Regions from separate parts of the Zea mays genome. Here region 2 is linked to region 1. The links are chromatin contacts, called in public Hi-C maps. All regions are on one chromosome and are shown on one strand. Each heading gives the region's core, a stretch centred on a gene start, on an enhancer-like site or on the middle of the called end of the contact. The rest is flanking DNA. Distances are from core to core; before and after follow the strand shown.

What was found. Hi-C and Micro-C count contacts between places; a contact is called where the count stands out from the background.
Region 2: a contact with region 1 is called in a Hi-C map of tassel, with 4 times the contacts expected there. The contact joins the promoter of LOC103639026 here to the promoter of LOC100274889 in region 1. A contact is called at or near these places in 4 of 25 Hi-C or Micro-C datasets (ear, leaf, leaf mesophyll and 1 more).

The regions. Positions count from the first base shown.
Region 1 is chr9:127,169,867-127,176,214 of Zm-B73-REFERENCE-NAM-5.0, reverse strand. It overlaps LOC100274889, which reads left to right and starts at 3,048. Exons shown (of 6, transcript NM_001174371.1): 1 at 3,048-3,481; 2 at 5,506-5,741; 3 at 5,878-6,136. The coding sequence starts at 3,404.
Region 2 is chr9:127,303,633-127,309,980 of Zm-B73-REFERENCE-NAM-5.0, reverse strand. LOC103639026 (protein WEAK CHLOROPLAST MOVEMENT UNDER BLUE LIGHT 1) reads left to right here and starts at 3,541. Exons shown (of 3, transcript XM_008661804.4): 1 at 3,541-4,200; 2 at 5,159-5,784; 3 at 5,899-6,348. The coding sequence starts at 5,248. LOC103639027 reads right to left here and starts at 1,015. Exons shown (of 14, transcript XM_008661807.3): 1 at 548-1,015; 2 at 23-61. The coding sequence starts at 679.

The sequences.
Region 1 (6,348 bases), core at 1,799-4,298:
ACATTCTTTAAAGTAGCAATGGTTTCATGACAAGAAGATAGTTCACTAGAAAGCACTTCATTTCTTTTAACTTCTAAAGCATAAGATTTTTGTGCCTCTACAAATTTGTCATGCTCTTCATACAAAAGGTCCTCTTGTTTTTCTAAGAGTCTATCTTTTTCATTCAAGGCATCAATCAATTCATTAATTTTATCTATTTTAGTTCTATCCAATCCTTTGAACAAACTAGAGTAATCTATTTCATCATCACTAGACTCATCATCACTGGAAGAATCATAAGTGACATTGTTTTGATTACATACCTTCTTCTCCCTTGCCATAAGGCATGTGTGACGCTCGTTGGGGAAGAGAGATGACTTGTTGAAGGCAGTGGCGGCGAGTCCTTCATTGTCGGAGTCGGAGGAGGAGCAATCCGAATCCCACTCCTTTCCGATATGTGCCTCGCCCTTGGCCTTCTTGTAATGCTTCTTCTTTTCCCTCTTGCTCCCGTGTTCCTGGTCACTATCATTGTCGGGACAGTTAGCAATAAAATGACCAAGCTTACCGCATTTGAAGCATGATCGCTTTCCCTTGGTCTTAGTCTTGCTTGGCTGTCCCTTGCGACCCTTTAGCGCCGTCTTGAATCTTTTGATGATGAGGGCCATCTCTTCATCATTAAGACCGGCCGCCTCAATTTGCGCCACCTTGCTGGGTAGCGCCTCCTTGCTCCTTGTTGCCTTGAGAGCAATGGGTTGAGGCTCATGGATTGGGCCATTCAACGCGTCGTCCACGTACCTTGCCTCTTTGATCATCATTCGCCCGCTTACAAATTTTCCAAGAATTTCTTCGGGCGACATCTTGATGTACCTAGGATTTTCACGAATATTGTTTACCAAGTGAGGATCAAGAACGGTAAATGACCTTAGCATTAGGCGGACGACGTCGTGATCCGTCCATCGCGTGCTTCCGTAGCTCCTTATTTTGTTGATAAGGATCTTGAGCCGGTTGTATGTTTGTGTCGGCTCCTCGCCCCTTATCATCGCGAATCGTCCGAGCTCGCCCTCCACCAACTCCATCTTGGTGAGTAAGGTGACATCATTCCCCTCATGAGAGATCTTGAGGGTGTCCCAAATCTGCTTGGCATTGTCCAAGCCGCTCACCTTGTGATACTCGTCCCTGCACAAAGAGGCTAGCAACACAGTAGTAGCTTGTGCATTTTTATGGATCTGTTCATTAATAAACGAAGGGCTATCTGAGCTATCAAATTTCATTCCACTTTCCACAATCTCCCAAATGCTTGGATGGAGAGAAAATAGGTGAGTACGCATTTTGTGACTCCAAAATCCGTAGTCCTCTCCATCAAAGTGAGGAGGCTTGCCAAGTGGAATGGGGAGCAAATGAGCATTTGAGCTATGCGGAATGCGCGAATAATCAAAAGAAAAGTTTGAGTTAACCGTCTTTTGTTTATCATAGTCGTTGTCGTCGTTGTCCTTTTGGGAAGAGGAAGATTCGTCGCTGTCGTCGTAGTAGACGATCTCCTTGATGCGCCTTGTCTTCTTCTTCTTCCCTTCCTTCCGTCTATGGCCCGAGCCGGTGTCGGTAGGCTTGTCATCTTTGGGCTCGTTGACGAAGGACTCCTTCTCCTTGTCGTTGATCACGATTCCCTTCCCCTTAGGATCCATCTCTTCGGGCGATTAGTCCCTTCTTGAAGAGAACGACTCCGATACCAATTGAGAGCACCTAGAGGGGGGGGGTGAATAGGTGATCCTGTAAAAACTTAAACTTATAGCCACAAAAACTTGTTAAGTGTTAGCACAATGATTGCCAAGTGGCTAGAAAGGAGTCTCAACAAAACACAATACCACAAGAGATCAAACACAGAGATGACACAGTGGTTTATCCCGTGGTTCGGCCAAGACCAACGCTTGCCTACTCCACGTTGTGGCGTCCCAACGGACGAGGGTTGCAATCAACCCCTTTCAAGCGGTACAAAGACCAACTTGAATACCACGGTGTTTTGCTTTGCCTTTCAATATCCCGTTTGCGAGGAATCTCCACAACTTGGAGCCTCTCGCCCTTACACTTAAGATTCACAAAGAAATACGGAGTAAGGGAGAAACTAGCAACGCACACAAGACTCAAAATCAGAGCAACAACACGCACACAAGTCGCAACAAGAGCTCGCAACACAACTCAATGAGTCCACAACTCAACAAGAGCTCTAGATGCTATCACAATGAACCAAATGCGTGGAATCGATGTCTTGGTGCTTAGGAATGTTGTAGGAATGCTTGATGTACTCCTCCATGCGCCTAGGGGTCCCTTTTATAGCCCCAAGGCAGCTAGGAGCCGTTGAGAGCAGTTCTGGAAGGCTGATCTTGCCTTCTGTCATCGGGCGCACCGGACAGTCCGGTGCACACCGGACACTGTCCGGTGCCCGATTTCTTTCCTTAAATGTCGCAGCCGATCGTTGCAGATCTGGGAGCCGTTGGCGCACCGGACAGTCCGGTGCCCCCTTCCGACCGTTGGCTCGGCCACGTGTCGCGCGCAGATTCCGCGGCCGACCGTTGGCCTGGCCGACCGTTGGCTCACCGGACAGTCCGGTGAATTTTAGCCGTACGCCGTCGGCGAATTCCCGAGAGTAACTGTCCGGTGCACCACCGGACACTGTCCGGTGCACCACCGGACAGTCCGGTGCTACAGACCGAACAGCCTTTTGGCTGTACACAGCCAACTTTACTTTGACTCTATTTCTCCTGTTTCAAGCACTTAGACACAATACATTAGTCTTCAAAACAATGTACTAAGGCTTAGAAACATACCTTTACTCTTGATTTGCACTGTGTCCATCCATGAGTATAGATTCACATTTAAGCACTTGTGTTGGCACTCAATCACCAAAATACTTAGAAATGGCCCAAGGGCACATTTCCCTTTCAGTACTGGAGCAGCAGGGGCGAGAGTGAAGACGAGAGCTGACGTGGCAGGGGCGAAAGGGAGGCTGTGCACTAGACTCAGCCTCAGTACACTACGCACTGACACGCACGCCTCACGCAACAAAGGCGAGACAGAGCACCAGCTCACCGCCCCACCGATTCAAAGGCGCTCGGATCCTCTGACGTCGACGTTCCCTGCCAGCTCCCGGCTGCCGCCCTCGCTCCTTCCGCCATCTGCGCTGCTCTGCGGCGCCAGAGCCGGCGCCCGCCCGCTGCCGCCCTCGACGGACCGGGACACGGGGCCCCACCGTTCTCTTTCCTGCGCTGCGCTGCGCGGCGGCTGTGCTGCTGATCAGTTAATGTGCCTGTGAGGCTGTGACAGGCGGCGTCGAGCGAGTCCGAGGCGGGCTAACTAAACCCGCCGTCTCTCGAGGCGGCGCCCGCGGAGGGCCAGGTGGAGGGCCGAGGAAGGTGGAGGCGGTGAGGCGATGGGGGGCGCCAAGGCGGAGGACAAGCCCGCCGCCGCCACCGCTGAAGACGATTGGTGTTACCAGTTTGGAAACAAGGTTTGATTTCTACACCGCTTGCCGTCCTCTGCGATCCCGGGTCCCGGCCCACGTTTTGGGTTCCGCTTCGCCGCCGCGGCGAGGTCAGGCTGGTTAATCTCAGGCCAAATGGAGCAGAGTACCTTGGTGCTGTGGCCACACTTTCTCTGCGAGCCTCCAAATTCGGGTCATTTCCTTGGCTTCACCCTCCAAATCCGTCTCTGCGAGCCTTCTTCAGCAGCCACACTTTCTGTGGCCAGCGCTCCTGTCCCTCGGAACCCTGATCTGAAACGTCACTAAACCAATGTGGATGCATTGTTTTAATCGTTTCTTATTTCTGTTTTTCCTCTTTTACGTTTCTATTTCACCAGAGCATCTACAACAAGGTGACGTATAAAAACGAGTATATAGAATTTAGAGTATCAATAAAACATTTTGCTCCAACAGTAAAACATCAAATCTGGATGCCCTATAATTTTCGACAAAATTTTATGAAATAAGATACCGTTAGAGTAGTTTTTCCTAGAGCCCCGTATTTCAATTTGAGACATTAGTTTGAAGCATTTTTGGAGATGCTTATGTGCCTGCTAGTTCCAAGTTCGGAGCCGTTTCCGTTCTCTGTTTATTTTTCAAGTTCTGTTTTTGTTCTACAATAAGATACCGTTAGAGTAGTCTACTCCATGCTTGTGTCACCTCAGATTTTTGGCTGTAATATGTATCTCGGCTTGCACTTGTTTATCTCTTTATTAGTACTACCAGCATTTTCGGCCATCAGTTTTTTGGTCTTCCTTGCTGAGAATGAGAACGAGAATGAAAGCTGTCGTACTCCTCGTTGGCATAGATTCATTTATTAAGGCAGTTCGGCAACAGAATATCAGAATGTACTTCACAGAAAAGGGCCTTTTAATCGATTGCCGTGTCTTCCATCTTGGTACTGCAAAACACTTTTTCACATATGGAATAGTGAAGTTTGAAATATGAGATTTGATGAGTAAGCTGCTTGAGATGGACTAAGGCTGGTTCTAGCCGTCCCCATATTAGCTATCAACCACGCTGAGCCTACAGTTATCTTATTGCTACATCAGTTTTTTTACATACTTTTCTTGGCATAAAACATGGTGTTTTGTTGAAATGCAAATACTTATGTAATTAAAAGAATAAAAGTATATAATTTATAAAAAATAATTTAAAATTACATAACTCAAACATAAAAAATACATGATTTATAATTAAAATTACATAAATTAAACATAAAAATAAAAAGTAAATAATTTAAACTCTACTGGTGGTGGTAGTTTGTAATTTGTATTCATGGGTCTACCCTTCTTTTATTCTTTAATATAATGATATGCAACTCTCCTATGTGTTTAAGAAAAAAAAGTAAATAGTTCATAAATAAAATCTATTTTATAGATTAGATTCTAGGTTTTTTTTTTATTTTTTTGGACTTCAAATGGTTAAAAATAGTGTGGCAGATGCGTGGACCAATCGAAAAACGTCACCTCACTAAAGTCGGTTCTTATCGATTGGTTCAGGTGTACCGACTAGTTTGGGCTGGTGCCGACCGATTCGTCCATTGCGGCGGTCGCTATCGATCAGTCCGGCTCTAACACGGTTGATACCAATCGGTTAGGACGGTTGGCAGCGCTATTGACCGGCTGATCGAACCGACCTGCATTAGCACCGTTGCGGTCAATATCGACTGACGGCCAACGGTGGCGTTGTACCTAGCCTAAAGGCGATTCGAATAGTATGTGTCCATTTTAACTCCGCTGGGGGACAGAACTTGGTTTGGGAGGAACGACCAGATAGATCTTGAAGTTTTATTTGTTTATTTTTTTTCCTTACTTCCACTTATATAGATGTAGCTAAATGGATGCTTCTCAGCTCACCTATAGATGTATTCGCTTTTAAGGTTTGTTCCTTTGTAGCACAAGGTTACAAAATAACAAATCTTACCTCGAAAAAGGGCTGCGATATATATTCTGGCACTGAACATTGTGCACCTGCTGATTGTTTTTGTGCTGGTCGGAATCTGTTTGCAGAATGCGTTTGACTCGAAGGCCCCGAAAAAATCACCACTTGCATTGAGAGTGGTTGTCTTTGCCATGACTGTGTTATGTGGGATATCTATTTGGTCAATGTGTATGAAGCAGCTAGGGAGTGATGGCTGGTCAAGAATAGTGAAGATCGAAGTTGTGGAACAACCATGTAATAAGTCTACAGTTCCTCCTTCTGAGGTTCAATTTGCGCATTACCCTCAACCGACAACTTACAGCAGGTGAGATTTGCCCCGAAGCAAGATTGAGCAATCTGGTTTGTTTAATGCTTAATATATATATATATATATATATATATATATATATATATATATATATATATATATATATATATATATATATATTTTAAATTTATAGGGAGGAATGCAAGTGCAATGCTGTCCGGTTCTTTGCGATTATATCATCACAGCGATCTGGAAGTGGCTGGTTTGAAACCCTTCTTAACAGCCACATGAATGTTAGCTCCAACGGTGAAATTTTCTCTAGAAAAGAAAGGAGAAGTAACATTTCCTCTATAGTAAATGCCATGGATAGAGTGTACAGCTTGGATTGGAACAGTAGTGCTTCCAAGAATGAGTGCACTGCTGCTATTGGCTTCAAGTGGATGCTTAATCAGGTGATGACTAAAACATGCAGTATAGATAATTTAATTGGATATCATTTTGTTCATTTATTTTTTCATTCAGTCCCAGTACATTCACAACTAGGTGCTAGATGTGCTCGAAGCAGTTTCAAACCAAGTTTTTTTAGTTTGGATCTAAGCCCATTAGCAGCTCTACTTAGAATCTACATGGCAAGCATATTCCTTTTTGGGACCTCATCTAATTC
Region 2 (6,348 bases), core at 2,292-4,791, 130 kb before region 1:
TAATGCTAGAAGGGGAACTCGCCTGTGGGTCAGCAACAACAGCAACCTTGACATGGTTATTCTGTTCAAGAAAAGTTAAAGGGGGGGAATATGATTGTAAGATATAAGATAACATTGACATCGTGGAAAATCGTTACTTGATGGTCGACTGAAATTCGGTTTTAAGGAAATAACATGCTCGTGAAAGATAACAAAGTTTTCATGCAAATTCCTGAGTTACTAGTCCACTGAAAACTATCATCCCCAACCCATCTTACTACTGTGTGCCCAATGAATTGCATAGGACTAGCCATAAAGAGTCCAGCATGATTTATGACGAAGGCAATAAAACACGGGTAAGCAATGCCGACAACCTTGTTTGCCTCGGTGAGATCGAAATGTGTGCTAAGCAAAGCATGAGTAACTGCTGGGAACGGAACCCTAGCTTAATCGACGCGGTGCTAGTTTTTGGATCCAGAACAACGAGTTAGAATCCTGAGAAAACACATCTACCAAAAAAACCCGCACGGCCGCATCGCCTCCCAAATCAGCGTAGCCACGTACTCACCGGCGGCGAGGAGGACGACGAGGGCCACGAGCATGCGAGGTAGGAGACCCAGTAGGCGCCCATCTCGCCGTACAGCAGCGCGGCCGCCCACGCCGCGCACAGTAGCAGCGTCAGCCGCGTGGCGCTCTGCATCTCCGCCTCGCCCGCTCTCAACCCCCCTGGTCGGCCGGCAGGGCGGGGTGGCCGCCGCGTGCAGCGGCTGGATCCCGGCAGTTGGAGTGGCGTCTCGCCGGGGGTGCTGAATGCAAGCAAAGGTTTGGCCGTTTGGGTTTGCCGAGTGGGATCTACGATCCAGTGATCCCTTCCAGACCGCCGCAGCGGAGGAGGCGAGCCAGGGCAAGGTCGGGTCGACGGTCAGCGGCTCAGCGCCGGACCCGAGTCGAGTTGAGGCTCCACTCCGTACCGCCGTCCACGTGTGATCAACCAGATCCAGGCCTCCAGGGCGCTCGAATGTGTCTAGCGCCAAATGGAACTTCACTGGAAGTCTGGAAACATAATACAAAATCAATTAGTAACGTGATAAGAGTATCCCAACAAAGTGACTAAAAAAGTGCCCTAGAAATTAAAATACTACAGTATTTAAGATATGTTTAGAAGCAACCTAGTTTTTAAAAATCTAGTTTCTATTTTCTAAACTGGTTTTATGGTGTGTGAAACACCTCGGTTTTTTAGCCAGTGCCTAGCCTTTTGGTTTTTTTTTAAAACTAGGAATCTAGTTTTTATAAACTAGAACATAAACTGGTATGTTTGCAATCACATTTATAAATCAGTTTCCTAAAAACGAGATACTTCCAAACATCCTTTAAAGCGTTTAACACCACTTAAAGTGATTGGTGTTTGATGATCATCACAACCAATATGGACTAACTAGTTTGCCTAATTGATTGATTCACAGGTGCATAAGTCCATCCATCTTAATTCTAAGTCGACTGTCCGGAATAACGTAGATTATTCCAAACATGTGAGCTTTTTGAGAATTCACTTGTGTGCGGACCGTCCGGGTCCTTCTGGTGGACCGTCCGCAACACCTCGATGCACTTCGGACAGAAACAATGTTGAAAATCACATTTCTACTACGGATTGTCTAAAGGAGAGAAGAGCACCGTGGGCCAAAAGCGATCGTCCGATCCTCTGACGCGAACCATCCGCCCGTTGAACACCAGAAAAACTATAGGTGCCAGTTTTGGTAAAATTCATTTTTAGCGTCCTCGCGGCATGGTCGGACCGTCCGTGACTGCTTATCTAACATCTGACGACACATTAATGCACGCATAACCGTTGATATAGCTGTTGATGCTGACCGTTGCGATTTCAGGTGTTGATGTGCGGGGCGGACTGTCCGAGCCAGGAGCGCGGGCCGTCCGCGTGTGGCAGAAAGTTGGCAATAGCTAGTAAGTGGTTGGTGGCTATAAATACAACCACCTTCATTCATAACATCCAAGCATTTCATTCATCCACATTCAATACAAGAGCAAGCACACCACTCCAAGACACATTCCAAGCTCCCAAACTCCTCCAAGTATTATAATTGTGACTAGTTATCATAAGTAATTAGTGCCTTGGAAAGTCTAGAGAGAGTGTGATCTTTTGTCTTCTCATGTTGCTCTTGTTGTTTGGCTTTGTCGGTCGTGTTTTTTTATCTCCTTCTAAACTCTCAAGTGACTTGTAAAGCTAGCAGGAGACACCTAATTGTGTGATGATCCTTATGGGGTCCAAGTGACCCTCGAGATTAAGGAGAAGCATTTAATCGGTCTAAGTAACCGTTTGAGAGAGAGAAATGGTTGAAAAAGACCTAGCCTACGTGACCTCCTCAATGGTGAAAGTGTAAAAGTTGTTGCAACCTTAAGATCAATCGTTGAAGGGTCAGGTTCTCGTATGTGCATACGTGGACAGGATGCATACGATATGCCCTCGTCATATTAGACCGGGTATTCATACTCGTAGGCGGGCTATCTGTATTCCCCCTTGCTCCCTAATCTTTCCACTACTCACTGCATGGCTCCTATTCCACCATGACACTCCTTGATTTTATTGAGCTTATTTATCCCGTTTACGTCCTCATTATATGAAGGGTGAATGAGACCTGATAAAAATCCTTATCAAGCTTATCAAGTACTAATTGAAGCATAATTATATCATCGTTCATGTCTAGTCGCCTATTTGGCCCTTCATTTTTTAAGAGCTACTAGCTACACGAGGGGAAAATGAGAGAGGTGGGGATGAGAGATGGGCCAGATAATGAGGGCAATATGTGCGGCAAACCAATCAATTTAACCTAATCCTATGGACATTTGTCATCGTTTTTACACTAAATATCCAAGATACCAAGTCAAATTTGGCAGTCTGTCCGGTGCACTTCTTTAGAGAACTCGAAAACATCCACTTTTATAGAAAACCATGAAATGAGAGATAAAGTTTTAAAACATCAAAACAATTTCTTTATTACAAGGTTATAGAAACAGAGTTATTATAAGTTTACTAATTAAGGCTAGTTTAGAAACTTAAACCCCTCTGTGATTCTCGGAGATTGAGTGGAAAAATGAGTTATTTTCCCACTCAATCCTCAGGAATCTTGGAGGATATTTAAGTTTCCAAACTAACTCTTAGCAGGTTTACGCACGTAAGATGAGATAGTCATAGACAAGAGATCAGAGTTATATCAAATTTTAAAAATATATCCAAATGCATGTTTAAGCATTTAGAATGAAGCGAAGGATACATCAATTTATTATTCAAAGTGGGGCTTAGAATTATAAAACTTTTTTATTTATTGGAATAACGTTGAAATTTAGGGCTAGTTTGGAAACTATATTTTTCAAGAAATTTTCTATTTTACTAAGAAAAAATGAACTAATTTCTCTTAAGAAATCAAAAATTTCTTGGAAAATTGTGATTCCCAAACTAGCCCTTATAGACATTATGATTGGAGCGGTAAAGGAATTTCTCGTTAAGGCCATTCGACACAGGAGTCAGCTCCAGTCTCCATCCGAATTTATGTAAAAACAATATGAATTATTTTTTAACGCAACTATTTACAGAGTCAGAGCAGACTTTAGCGCGTCCGGTGACTCCGTCGGCGAGGCGTCACACTCACGGACTCACCTAATCGCAAACCCGTCAGCCCTTCTAGAAATCAACTAACGGAAAGGTTTGTCCTCGTAAATCGATAAAGCACGGGGGGCTTTCTTTACAAAAGTGAGCTACGTAGCCTAGTGCAGCAACGCCCCGGAGCTCTGACTCTGAGGCCTCGGCCCGGCGACGACGACGAGTGCGCGGTGACGCGAGCGCAAGAGAGAACAAAGCTTTGACGCGCACCCACTCCTGCCGCCTCCCTCAGTCCCGACTCCCGAACACGCGCGCGCAGGCCCAGCACAGCACGGACGACGACGCAGCGAGAGGCTCGGAAGGAGGAAAGAGTCGCCGGCGGAGACCCCAATCGATCGAAGGCCCCCGGTCGCTTCGCCCGCGAGGCATATCAGTGCCCCCTTGGCCACCGGGTAAAAGCTTTCCTGGGGGATACGATCGGCTCTGCGGCCTGCCACGGATCGGAGGGCTTTTGCTGGTGACTCCTGGGGGATTTTCGGTCGGGGTTTGGAGCTTTCCTGGTTTTGGGAGCTAGCTAGCTGGCTGTCCAGCGACTCCATGGATTAGAGGTGATGGTAGCTAGCTGGCCCAATCTCGATCCGATCATCATCTTGCTTGACCACGATTTTCTTGCTTTCCTCTAGATCTTATTAAAAGTACAAGTTTTTTTCCCGAAAACTGTTGCACTTTATGTGTTGGAAAGACTCTCTACGTACACGGAGGGAAAAAAACAAGAGGTTAGGTCCAAGTGTGGAACAGCTGCTGAGTAGTGATTGCTGTTGCTGAGATGAAGTTCATGACTTCATGTCAGTTAGTGGCGACGTTTCATGCTTACAGCACTACATCACACTTCTCCTGTGCTGGCCGCTATATCATCTTTACTGCACACGGAAGTGTTTATGGATGCTTCCGTAATATATGTACACATGCACATGAATGAAATGGGGTGATTCATAACTGGCTGTAATTTTTGAATTTTCCATACTATATGCACGATAGAGACGATAATAAAACTGTCTCCCACTACAAGGAGGTGTGTATGATCACATTCTGCTTAGCTTACTTGTAACAATCTGTGCAGTTTCTTTTCTGTAAGGCTTTGTTCGTTTACACCAATCCCGCTCTGGATTAGCATGGATTGGAATTAAATCCATGCCTCAATCCATGCCCCAAAATAATCCATGACTACTTAATTTTTTTTATTCGGTTAAACCCATCATGGAATATAACTCAAAGGTTTGGGAAATTTTTAAACTATGGAAGACATGGATTCTATCCATAGCCCATTAGGTATGGAACAAATCCATGAGATATTGCACAAGTTTACATTAGAATCCATGGATTAAAAGAATAACTAGCTTTGAAAGTCACATGGATTTGTTGATGGATTTAATCCCACCATGGGATTGGGTGTGAGATATGGATTCACCCAATCCATACCCGGATTAAATCCATGGTGGGATTATATCCCATGTAACCGAACAAGGCCTAAGCTGATCATTTTTTTCCATGAACTTGTGTTTATAGGAGTAAAAAAAACTGTGAAAGCTTTGGGAATGGAGTTGACAGCTTCGACTGAATAACAGAAGAATTTTCACTCGTCTTCTCCTGATCTCATGGAACTTCTTGATAGTAATGGCCACGGGGAAACAAGAGCACAGGGTGCTGAAAACATTGCACCAGTTTCTGCTAATAGTCCAGATACATCATCGGAAATGCAAGGGAAGTTACCTCACAGTTTGACAGAGCACCAGGAAGAAATGGGGTCCCCTGCAGGCCATGCAGGGAGTTTGTCGCCGAAAATTGTCTCCCACATAGAACCAGCTCGAGCATCTGATGACCCCTCAAAAGATGAGGGACGTCATGCTGCTTTATTAACAGATAAGAGTGGAGTTGAAATCATATACGAAAATGGTTTTACTGGCGCCAGTAGTATTATTCCAGCAGCTGAAATGAAATCTGAAGAAGACAATATGTACTGTCGTAACAACGTTGCCGTCACCCCCACAAAGAAAGTAGAATCAGTAAAGGGGTGCGAAGGCTCACACACAGGTCTTGTTGACACTAGCGCCCCATTCGAGTCTGTTAAACAGGCTGTCACCAAGTTTGGAGGAATTGTTGATTGGAAAGCCTACAGGGCTCGGTCATTAGAGGTAATGTCTCTGGGTTTCACAACGTATATGGATCATGGTCAGACACATGATCACCTTGTTTTATGTCCATCAATCGCTGCCACACAACAGTTCTTTATCTTTGTTTGTATGCAGAGACGCAGGGTCATGCAACTTGAACTTGAGAAGGTTCAGCAAGAGATTCCACAGTTCAAAGAAGACTGGGAGACTGCTGAGGTGGCCAAGGCACACGTCATTGAGGAGCTAGAGAGAACTACCAGACTTGTCGACGAGCTGAAGCATGAGCTGGAGAGGGCACAGCTCGAAGTGGACCAAGCGAAGCAAGATTCCGAGCTTGCCCTGCTGAGGGCACAAGAGATGGAGCAAGGGATTGACGATGAAGCTAGTGTAATAGCCCAGACACAGTTGGCAGTCGCCAAAGAAAGACATGAAAAGGCTGTTGAGGAGCTGGAATTGCTGAAAGAGGAGCTAAGATCAACGCATGAACAGTATGCTGTATTAGCCACTGAAAGGGATGTAGCCGTTAAAAGGGCCAAGGAAGTTGTTCGTGCTGCGAAGGATACTGAGAAGCAAGTAGAGGAACTC